Linked DNA regions of Mus musculus: region 2 is linked to region 1. The links are chromatin contacts, called in public Hi-C maps. All regions are on one chromosome and are shown on one strand. The core of a region is the stretch at or near the end of the contact, and the rest is flanking DNA. Distances in the headings are between cores, read along the strand shown. Region 1 has its middle 71 kb from the start of 9430093N23Rik. Region 2 overlaps Gm34112 (a long non-coding RNA gene).

What was found. A called contact is a pair of places that touch in the nucleus more often than the background predicts.
Region 2: a contact with region 1 is called in a Hi-C map of the N1E-115 cell line, with 2.7 times the contacts expected there. The contact joins two enhancer-like sites. A contact is called at or near these places in 1 of 484 Hi-C or Micro-C datasets (the N1E-115 cell line) and 1 of 9 other capture datasets (embryonic stem cells).

The regions. Positions count from the first base shown.
Region 1 is chr2:169,160,948-169,166,258 of GRCm38.p6, reverse strand. No RefSeq gene overlaps it. Among named protein-coding and RNA genes, the nearest start is that of 9430093N23Rik, 71 kb to the left of the region's middle. Within about 2 kb of position 1,623, at least 1 of the 459 cell types and tissues checked has an H3K27ac peak or open chromatin away from gene starts, as enhancers often do. A contact at or near this core is called in the N1E-115 cell line, where this site is marked.
Region 2 is chr2:169,473,508-169,478,950 of GRCm38.p6, reverse strand. All of the region lies in intron 2 of Gm34112 (a long non-coding RNA gene), which reads left to right. All of the region lies in intron 1 of Gm14249 (predicted gene 14249), which reads right to left. Among named protein-coding and RNA genes, the nearest start is that of Gm14249, 14 kb to the right of the region's middle. Within about 2 kb of position 3,665, at least 10 of the 459 cell types and tissues checked have an H3K27ac peak or open chromatin away from gene starts, as enhancers often do. A contact at or near this core is called in the N1E-115 cell line, where this site is marked.

The DNA of each region.
Region 1 (5,311 bases), core at 374-2,873:
GGTAGCATTGACGTTTATCCCAATGCAGAACTCACCACCATATTATTTGCACACCAGAAGCACTCCTTGCTTTACAAAGAGATCCTTCTAAATATTGAACTCCCGGGCGTGTTGAGCGTTTATAGATAAATCATTTGCCACATAACTGAGCAGCCTGCAGGCGTAGACACCTCAAGATGAAGTGTTATTAGGCAAGACCAATTGAAGATCAATCAGAAATTACAATAAGCATGGTGGTAATTACAACAAAAACTAATGGGAAGAATGATTCTCACAAAAGTTTACCAGACACCCAGGCTCACACACACACCTATAAAATGATACAATGGGGGGAAATCCATAAGAAGCTGCTTGCTTTGCTTTTTTCATTGATGCGGTTACGACATGAGAACATAATATTCAGTATTTCTTTGTCTAATCTTGGCTCCTGCTTGCTGTTTGAGTACTGTTGGCTTCTTAAAGATTACTTTTGCTCATGTATGTGTGTGTGGTGGTATATGGTCAAGAATGCGGGTGCCTACAGAAGCCCGAAGGAAGTGTCAGATCCCCTGGAGCTGGTGTTACAGGCAGTGGAGACACCCAGTGTTGATGCGGAGAATCGAACCCTAGTCCTCCGCAAGAGTAGCAAGCTCTCCTAACCGTAGAGCCATCCCAACAGCCCCCATTTGCGTATTTTCGCTTTTCAAATGGCACAAAAACAGCATGTCCCCTCAGCACGCCACGCTATTGGGCAAAGCATTTAAACTTTTGTGCCTGTGGAATTATTTTTTTAAGCCTTTTAGAAAAAGCTACTCATTAAAATGTAAGGCAGAGAAGCATCCAAGTTTTTTAACTTGAATGTTGAATTTGAAAAAAAAAATTACACAAAGCTTTTGGATTGAACATCGTGCTTTTAGCCTCTGACAACATGGCAAGCTTGCAGCGTTTCCTGGAAGGTTCTCCAAGGCTCCGAAACACCTGAAGGTTCCTCGCATGCTGAATGAGTTGGCAGGGAGGATGCTGGGGAAGGGAAAACACCAGAAGGGGGAAAGAAAGAGAGAGGGTATCTGCTAGATTAACCTACCAAAGATCAGATCCATTAGCGGGGACTTTATCGAGTCTAAAGCAGAGAATGCTTCGCCAGGATAATTAGCAATACTGGCTTTTAAAAGGGAAAGTCGGGAACTAAAGAGCAGGCTGCTGTTGAAATTAAAGATGGTATCTGAGCCATTTACAGCAATTTACGTCATAGCCACCGATACCATAAACACAGAGGTCAGGCGTCCATTCCTGGCTGTCTACGATGGGTCAGCTGTGAAAAGCCATGGAAAGCAGACTGCGCTGGGCGCAGATTGATGGGCGCCACGGTGACTGTGCTTTCAGAAATGTGGGTACATTTTCCATAGTCACTTGTGGCAGGGCAGCTGTGGCTCTAAAATGACAGCTTTCAGATTCCAGAAGAAGCCATGAATTCTACTCTTCATGTAGATATCCAAATACCCTGGCTTCTAAGCCCTGGCATATAGAATAAACTGGCAAGTCTCAATATATGTGCGCATGTGTGTGCAAGTACACGTGCTCCCACAGTGAACATCGTGATCCTGTGTGCATGCACGTGTGTACACACATGTGCAGACCAAAAGACCACGTCACATGTTCTTCCTTGTGAGGTGTCTTTCTTCTTTTTGTAACAGGATTTCTCACTGGCTCAGAGCAAGTGGACCAGATGCTGGCTGGCAAGCAAGCCCTCGGGATGGTCCTGCCTCTGCCTTCCCAGTGTGGGCATTGTGAAGATAGGCCTGACTTTGTTATGTGGGTCCAGGGGCTTGAACTCTGGTCCTCAAGCTTGTTGGACAAGCATGACACAAAATAAGTCATCATTCCAGCCCTGGAGTTAATTTTTAAACTACGAAAATTTTTAACTACTGTGTCACGCAAACAAAGCATAGCTGTAGGCAAGAATGACCCATATCTTACCTGATCCCACTTCTTGAATACCGCGAAGGGGGAGATGCCCTGGCATTCTCTGCGGGGCATAGAATTTAATAGCCTTGGCCTTGGGAGAGTCGTGAGGTTAAAGAACAGCCCTCAGGGCAAGAGAAAGGTTAGGAACCGTTCAGCTATACCCTCCATGCTCCCGAGGGCCAGACACTAATGTCTCCCTTCTCCCCTCCTCAGCCTCCACCTGACACCAGAGGGAAGCAGCTTGCAGTGTGCTGGCTTTCCATGTGGGGACTTGGGTTCGTAAACTCGAAGAGAATTCTTTTTTAATCTCCAGAGTTATCTTTGGCAAAAGAAATAAAGGTATCCCCTCTAGCTAGCTCTTGTCCCAGTTTCAAGTAGACAGATTCTTTTTTTTTTTCCCCACCAAAGAACAACCTAGTAAAGGAGGGCTAAGGGAAGGTGCTTGTCCTGCCTCAACCATGTTAAGTAAAACAAGAATCAGAGAATCAAAACGTGCCTCTGATAAACCCCAATCTTCCAGCCTCCCTTCCGGCTCCTTGACCTGGCAGATGTCGGGAGAAATCTGCCCGTCTGATAATTTTATCTGACTAGCATGAGGATTTTGTCTTGTTTTTAATTGACCCTTTGAAAGCATTGCACATACACACACACACACACACACACACACACACACACATGTTGGCTAAAACACCCCAGCATTCCCACCTGTCCCAGGGCCAGCAGAGCTCACGCGTGTGTTCCTCCTCTGTTCCGCCTCAGAAGGCATCTGTGTTGCTGCCGTGGCTGTCTTTGTGTCTCTGTGTTTCTCTATCCTACTTTTACTCCACTTTATGCAAAAGGAAACCAATCTCCAGATAAAATCCCCAGCAGTGGAAATGTGTCTAACTACAAAACTAGACCTACTCTGTGCAGCAGTGGAAATGTATCTAGATAGATAGATAGATAGATAGATAGACCATAGATACACAGATACAGACATAGATACAAGATACAAAGATATATAAATACACAGAAACATAAATACATAGAAAGATTGATACATACATACATAGAAAGATATATATAGATAGATAGATAGATACAAAGAAAGATACATATATAGACAGACAGATAGATGAATAGATAGATAGATAGATAGATAGATAGATAGATAGATAGATAGATGAATAGATAGATAGATAGATAGATAGATAGATAGATAGATAGATAGATAGATAGATAGGTGATAGACACATAAAATGCTAATAGATACATAGATATGCATAGATAGATAGATAGATAGATAGATAGATAGATAGATAGATAGATAGATAGATAGATAGATGGATGGATGGATGGAGATAGATAGATAGATAGATAGATAGATAGATAGATAGATAGATGGATGGATGGATGGATGGATGGATGGATGGATGGATGGATGGATGGATGGATAGATGGATGGATGGATGGATGGATGGATGGATGGATGGATGGATGGATGGATGGATAGATAGATAGATAGATAGATAGATAGATAGATAGATAGATAGATAGATAGATAGAGTCTGCTTTCACTAATTTAGCCCAGCACAACATATGTTAATATTGTCCTTTGGAGAGCCAGGTCACAGGTGTGGCAACTGTCCTCTTCCTGAATCTCATAACCACACCAAGCTGAGTTTGCTGACTCCATATTGAAATACATGGTAACTCCAGCCTTTGCTCACCATCCTCACTGTCCAGCCGCCGTGACACAAGGCTAAATCAGCAGTGACTCTTGATTTCCCACTTCTGCCCTTTGCTCTATTTCCCCCCCCCCAACCTCCAACTTAACCATGAAACATAGACACTTGCATCCTGTGGCTCTGACCCTCAACCTCCTCCCATGACTTCCTTCTTGCCTGAAATGAAGCTCTTGCACCACGTCTCGCTCTTGCTTGGATCCCGCCATGCCCACATGCACACCACGCCTCATCTCTTCCCACTTTGGCATTTGACTGTTTACAGTTCATGTTGCCTGGTATTCTCTTCGTAGAGGACTACTTGCATCAATGGGATCACTCCTGAAATTTCTATATAGAAGAGCAGAGACCACAATCCAACAGGTCCTATCATGAATTCTTTGCTGTCTCCTTTTTTGTTGTTGTTGTTTGTTTCCCAGGAGGGCAGTCCCACGGGAATGAAAATATCATGTATTTGTTGAATAGGCAAATACTGGAATTTGGTGGCTCTGTGGTTAATTTTCTCTGTCTATACTGGCTAATTTTCATTGTCAACCTGACTGGATTTTAGGATCACGAAAAGAGGAATTCTCCTGAGTAAACTGTCTATGAGCATGTTCCTGGAGAACTCCAACCTGAGAGGGGAGACATTCCCAGAACGTGGATGGCACCAACTCCGGATCTGACTTCCCAGCCTGAATAGAAAGAAACGTGCTAAGCACCAGCATTAATCTCTCTGCCTCCTGACTACAGACATGATGTGGCCCGGTGCCAGGACGCCATGCCCTCCCTGCCTAGCTGGGAAGTGATTAGGAACGAGGGACTTGGAGCCATGTTGTATTTATTTCCGCCCTGGCTAGGGTCAGCACTGCTCTTTGGACACAAAGACTGAAGTCTCCCCCTTCAGGGCTACAAAGCAGAAATGCCAAACATCTCTCTAAAATGGTCAAGATTTGGGATGGGAAGGGTCGCTGTGACAAAAACAACCAGGAAGCAGCAGACTTCAAAACCATAACGTGGCTAGGAGTCAAGCCCAGGAGTGTTTTACCTGCTGTCGGAAGCCAGGGCTGACATGCAAGTAAGGTGTAAATATCATGTTAGGAGAGGACGGGGACTCAGCACCATGCCCTAGGATTCTCAGACATCAGTGGGATTTCTAAAGTGACTTCAGAGATTATTTTTATCACTATAGGGAAAGATGACTTTCCAAGCTCCTGGTCCATCACATGTGCTTGAAGAGGGAACGTTAATAAGGCCGGCAAAGACTTTGTCTTTATAGTCGTTCAAGGGAAGACAGATATCGAGGTGAATAGCCCATCAGAACAATCAAGGGAAACTCATTTCTTTCCATCCTTTAGAGTTTCCCATAATGCACCATGATCCCAGGGTACATGCAGAGGAAAAAAAAATATGCCTGTAAAAAGGGCTTTTAAACTTTTAGTTGTTTGCAGAATATTAGCAACACTATAAAAAGTTTATGTTAATTAATGCTGCATTTTAATAGATTTCCTGGAAGTTTGTAACTGTATACTATAAAGGCTTTCAAAATAATGTATTATCCAGTGGTTGTCATAAACCCCAAAGCAGCTCAAATATGCCTTTTATGTCTCTATAACTTCCCCCAAAGTTACAGTATTTAAAAGATTCAAACGCAGAAATAAAAA
Region 2 (5,443 bases), core at 2,416-4,915, 310 kb before region 1:
AAGGGGGTCTGAGCAGCAAAGACCAATGATGCAGGTTAGAAAAATTAGGGAAAACTCTGCCAAGGAAAGGTACCCAATTCTAAGTTTAAAATACACTACTTCCTCCAGGTCCCTCATGCTCACCAAAGGCTGTAGGCTTTAAGTGGGGCAATTCTTAACATGGAGAAGGTCTTAGCTAGGGCTTTACTGCTGTGAACAGACACCGTGACCAAGACAACTCTCATAAGGACAACATTTAATGGGGGTGGCTTACAGGTTCAGAGGTTCAGTCCATTCTCATCAAGGTGGGAACATGGTAGCCACACCTTCACTCCAGGGTTTCCAATTCCATTGGTCTGAGGTGTGACCTGAGTGAAGAGCATTGCAGCCATGCCTGAGAACCAACAGGTAAGAAGCAGGCCAGCAAGGAAGGTTACAGACAGAAGACAGCAGAGGCCTGGAGAGAAGTCATCCTGAAGAGACTACAGAAAGCGCCTGGTGATTGACATGTGGCAGAAAGGAGAGTGATGGAAAAGGATGAACTTCAAAGAACTTCCCATGTATCGTGTGTGTGTGTGTGTGTGTGTGTGTGTGTGTGTGTGTGTGTGTGTGTGTGCGCGCGCGCGTGCGTGCGTGTGTGCGTGTGTGCGTGCGTGTGTGCGTGTGTGTGTGCGTGTGCTTGTGTGTGTGTGTGCGTACGTGCCTGTGTGTGTGCGTGCGTGCGTGTGCGTGTGCGTGTGCGTGTGCGTGTGCGTGAGTGTGTGCGTGCGTGCGTGCGTGAGTGTGCGTGTGTGTGTGCGTGTGTGCGTGAGTGTGTGCGTGCGTGCGTGCGTGTGTGCGTGCATGCGTGCGTGTGTGCATGTGCGTGTGTGTGTGTGTGTGCGCGTGCGCGTGTGCGTGTGTGCATGCGTGCGTGCATGTGTGTGCGTGCGTGTGCGTGTATGTGTGTGTGTGTGCGTGTGCCCACGCACGTGCATGTAGAGACCAGAGACCAGTCTCAGGCATCATTCACCAGGAGCCCTCCACCTTGTGTTTTGAAGCAAGATCTCCCTTTAGCATAAGGGTCACCATTTAGGCTTGACTAGCTAGGGAGTGAGGCCCAGGGATCTGCCTGTCTGACTCCCTACCCCTCCTCCCAAGCTGGGGCTAAACGTTTTCAGCAACACAGCTTTCTTTTAACTGTGTTCTTGGCATTAATCTAGGGTATCTGTGCTTTTGTGGAAACCCCTCTACCAGTTGGGCTACATCCCCAGCTCCTAGTCCAGTCTCTTCTGAAATCGTCACTAGTTTGAGTTCTTCTTATGGCATTCATTTTGTTGTCTTATTTTCTAGATACTTTACTCTTTCAGATTTATACATTGTATTTTATGTCCATAAGCATTTTGCCTGTATGTATGTATGTATGTGTATGTATGTGTGTGTGTATTATGTAATGTGTTATGTGTGTCCCTGATTCCCACTGAGGTCAGACGAGGGCCCCGGATGGATCCTCTGCAACTGGAGTTCTGGTGGTTGTGATCAGCCACGCCCCCATCCTCTGCAGGAGCGGTACTAACCTCTATGCAGCAGAGTCTTTCTTAATAGAAATAGCTGTGAACCCAAGAAATTACAGCCTAATGCAGTAAAAAAAGAGCATTCGTGGGAACCTTAGTGAAGCCGAAGGCAGGTGTGTCTGTGTTTGCCCATGGGCAGACTACTAACGGTATCAAAGAGTGTGATAATTGACTTGGAGCTTTTCTCAGCCCTGAACCTACTGGCATCTTGCACTGGGTAATCTTTTGTTGAAAAGGCAGAGATACTGTGTACATCGTGAGGAAGTTAGCCTCCACCTTTTGGCCCCCATAGCACTAGGTCCACCACTCCACCACTACAACTAAAAATGTCACAGGGCACGATTAAGGCTTATCGAGGAATTAAATCTTCCTCGGGGGTGAAACCATCAGTTTAACCACCAAGGAGTAAGTTCAAGGAGTAAGGCTGAAGGTCTAACCCCTCTGCGTGCTGAAGGAACGTCATGCTTTGTGCACAGTGCTGCAGAAGGGCATAGAATGTGTCTTAATCCCTCTGTTCTCAGACCCAGGAGCCTACAGAGTGAGAATTTATCAGTGTGTTGTGACTAATCTCCATACAAGAGAATAGGTACTGTGCTCAGAGCCCCCAAATTCAGCTGGAGAATTTGGGAGACCCAAGCCCCACTCAAGGATTTAAAGAAGAGTTTCTGGAATGGGAGGAAAATTCAAGCAACTCCTATGAGCATGGTTGGTTGGTTTGTTTGCTTTTCTAGTTCTGAAAGTATAAATGAACCAAGTTGTTCTGTTTCAAAGAATTGGAAAAAGCAGTGTGTGCAGTCAAGCACGGTCACTGTCGCAGTGTTTAAAGTCTGGGTAGGGAGGAGAAATGGTCCAAATGTCCAGGTTAGGAGACTGGCTCATAAGAGGTGAGCTATCACATACATGTTAAAAGCATCAGTGTTCATTGTTATTTCTAATATTTCAGAATGTGTCTGAGATGTAAGTCTCAACCTCATTCAAGTCTCCAGCAACTAATTTAAGCTCCGAACTTCCTGTGGCCTTGTTTGAGGATGAACATCATGCCTAGGACTGTCTCACAGGGTACTCAGCTATGTCAAGTAAATTAATATACATAAAGAGGGCCTGAGACGATGTGAGGCGTGGTGCATATTACATTTGTCCATTAATATCACTCCATGCTTAAAGCACACACACACATACACACACATACAAACACACAGACACACACACACACAACTCAGAACAAAATGTGTCTATCATCTCTCTCTGCTAGAGGGAAATATTGCTTGAAATACTATAGTATCTCTCTCAAAATAGATACAAAAATGAGTTCCTGGAAACCTGTTGGCTGAGGCTAAAGACAGAGAGTAGAGGTCATTATTATTTTGTTCCAGTATGCATAATATGTTTTAATTGTAAAAGAATATGACAGTAATATTGTATAAAACATATTTCCTAAATCACTCTGAGGCAGATTTACTCGAGATATTATTAAGAAATCAAACACGATAACAGTTTTTGTTTTCCTCAGATGTGAGGAGCCCCGTGGTAGTGAGAAAGTCTGCACAGACTCCACTCCAAACACAGTAACAGGGACATCAGTGTGGAATTGGACCACGGCCTACAAAGGGAAAGAGGTCCCAGGTATTTTAAAAAGAATGGGCCAAAATGGAGCCAACACCATTTAAAAGGAAATAACAAAACCAAAATGTTTCAGATTATTAATATTTATAGCAGTTTAGTTTTAAAATAAACTTTTATTTTATTAGCATGCTGAACATCTTATTTAATAACTTCAATCCACTGACTATTTATGACTTGTAAAATTGTTACACAGAAAATAATTATATTTATGTAATATTAAATATTCCTAGATAAAATTAACAACATATCGGTTCCTTAATTTAATAAATATTATTTTAAGATATTAAATAGGTCAAATTTGATCCATAAAATATTTGTTAAAATTAGACTGTTTACCACTGTGACTCTGGCATGGTGACTTTGGAGTGGCCTCTGTTTCTTTATTTGTCACATACACTCCAGCCTTGAGAATGGAGGGAAGTGAACAGCAGGACCCAGCAGTGCATCATGGTAAACTATCAGCTCTATCCTGCAATAAATCCTCAGGGACCATTTGTTTCTCCTACAGACTGCTCCAGCCTCCCGTGCAGTGGGGGAATTGGTTACCAGCGAAGTAACACTTAGGCATAGGAGACACCTACTTTTCTTTCTTTTCTTTTCTTTTCTTTTCTTTTCTTTTCTTTTCTTTTCTTTTCTTTTCTTTTCTTTTCTTTTCTTTTCTAAGTTAGCCAAAGGAAAACAAAAGACCTACTATGTTACCAGCATTTTGAAACACAGTAACTGACAAAAGCATTTCCGACAGAAAACAAACCCCTCTAATTCCCCAGGAGACCAAATCACCGCACAGCTTTCCTTCCTCCAGAAGCATGCCCGGCAACTGTCCAGTGTTCTGTGATGACCAAGCAGCAGTCGCTCTGTGTCAGCCCTGTGAAAATCAGCCGTGCTAAGTTGATCAAGTCATGGTGGAGATGTCCAGCCAGAATGTAATTAGCACTGACAGGTACTGGGATTTTAAAAACCAAATCAGGAAAACCACATAAAACTACAGCCTAATGTAAAACCTCCTTGAGAGCTGGCGGGGAAGTGGACTGCGCGACCCATGGGGTCCCTGTTCCAGCTTTAATTGCTGTTATTCTCTGGGATGTGATATCTTAATCAGAAACAATAGCTTGTTTAATTGACTAAGATTGGGGGAGGGCTGCCACCTCTCAAAGATATCAGGACTGCACTCAGAGCAGATGAGCTCTGGGGTGAAATTAAGAGGACTCTTTAGACAGTGTGGCTCAGGGCATTGTGGGATTGCTGTGCAGCAGAGGGCTGGGACCTTCCTTATTTGAAGGATTTAAGAGCCTTGAGATGACGATTCTGCTCAGAGATGGCATTCAGAACACTCTCTGCAGGATTCTCTCTCTCTCTCTCTCTCTCTCTCTCCTCTCTCCCCATTGTGTGTGTGTGTGTGTGCACACGCGCACATGTGCGTGCATGCACACACAGGCATGCATATATGTATGTGTGGTATCTTCTCACTCTTTGTGTGGATGAATACACTCTTACATGCATGTGTAGAGGACAGAGAAAGAATGTTGCTGTCTTCCTCGTTGATCACTCTCCTTATTGTTCCTTTGAGACAGGTTCTCTCACTGAACTTGGAACAAGGCTGGCACTCAGCCAGCCCAGTAGACCCTCCTGTTTCTGCCCCAGACAGTGCTAGTGTTAGAGGTGCCTATAACCATTCCCTTTTTTAACTAGGGGGTCTGAAATCAGGTCTTCGTGCTTGTACAACAAGTACGGGGTCATCTCCTTAGATCCTGTGTCACCTTTTATTAGTCAGGTTGGATGATCTGTTTTGTAAAACTAAAAATGTTTGTTATTATAATTCATGTATATGGTGTCTCAGAGAAGTTTTCAAAGGACATTGACATATATTACTTTTATGTCTGGAATGATAAATGCTATGAAATAGAGTTTATCATCATCTGAAATGTTCAGACCTGATCGCTAAGCCAGAGGTGGTCCATTTTCCACAAGTCACCAGCACACAACAAAAAAACCCACCTGAAGAAGGAATAAGAAGGATTCTCTTTCGAAAACATATTCCCAGGGGACCCTAATGTCCTCACACATCTGTTAGGGATATTCTATGTAAACAAAACAGCATATCTGAGTTAATTCAGACCTGAGGTTGGTTGGAATCTTGGGAATGTGGAAAAATCTTCATCCATAAAACTCTTTTGTTGAGGGGGCTAAACATAACTTTCCCTGAGCTCAACTATGAAGTTGGAGTGTGTTTTAAGAGGTGAGCTCCTCAGACTGACTTCTGGGAGCCCCGCTGCCACCTGGGTAGTCCT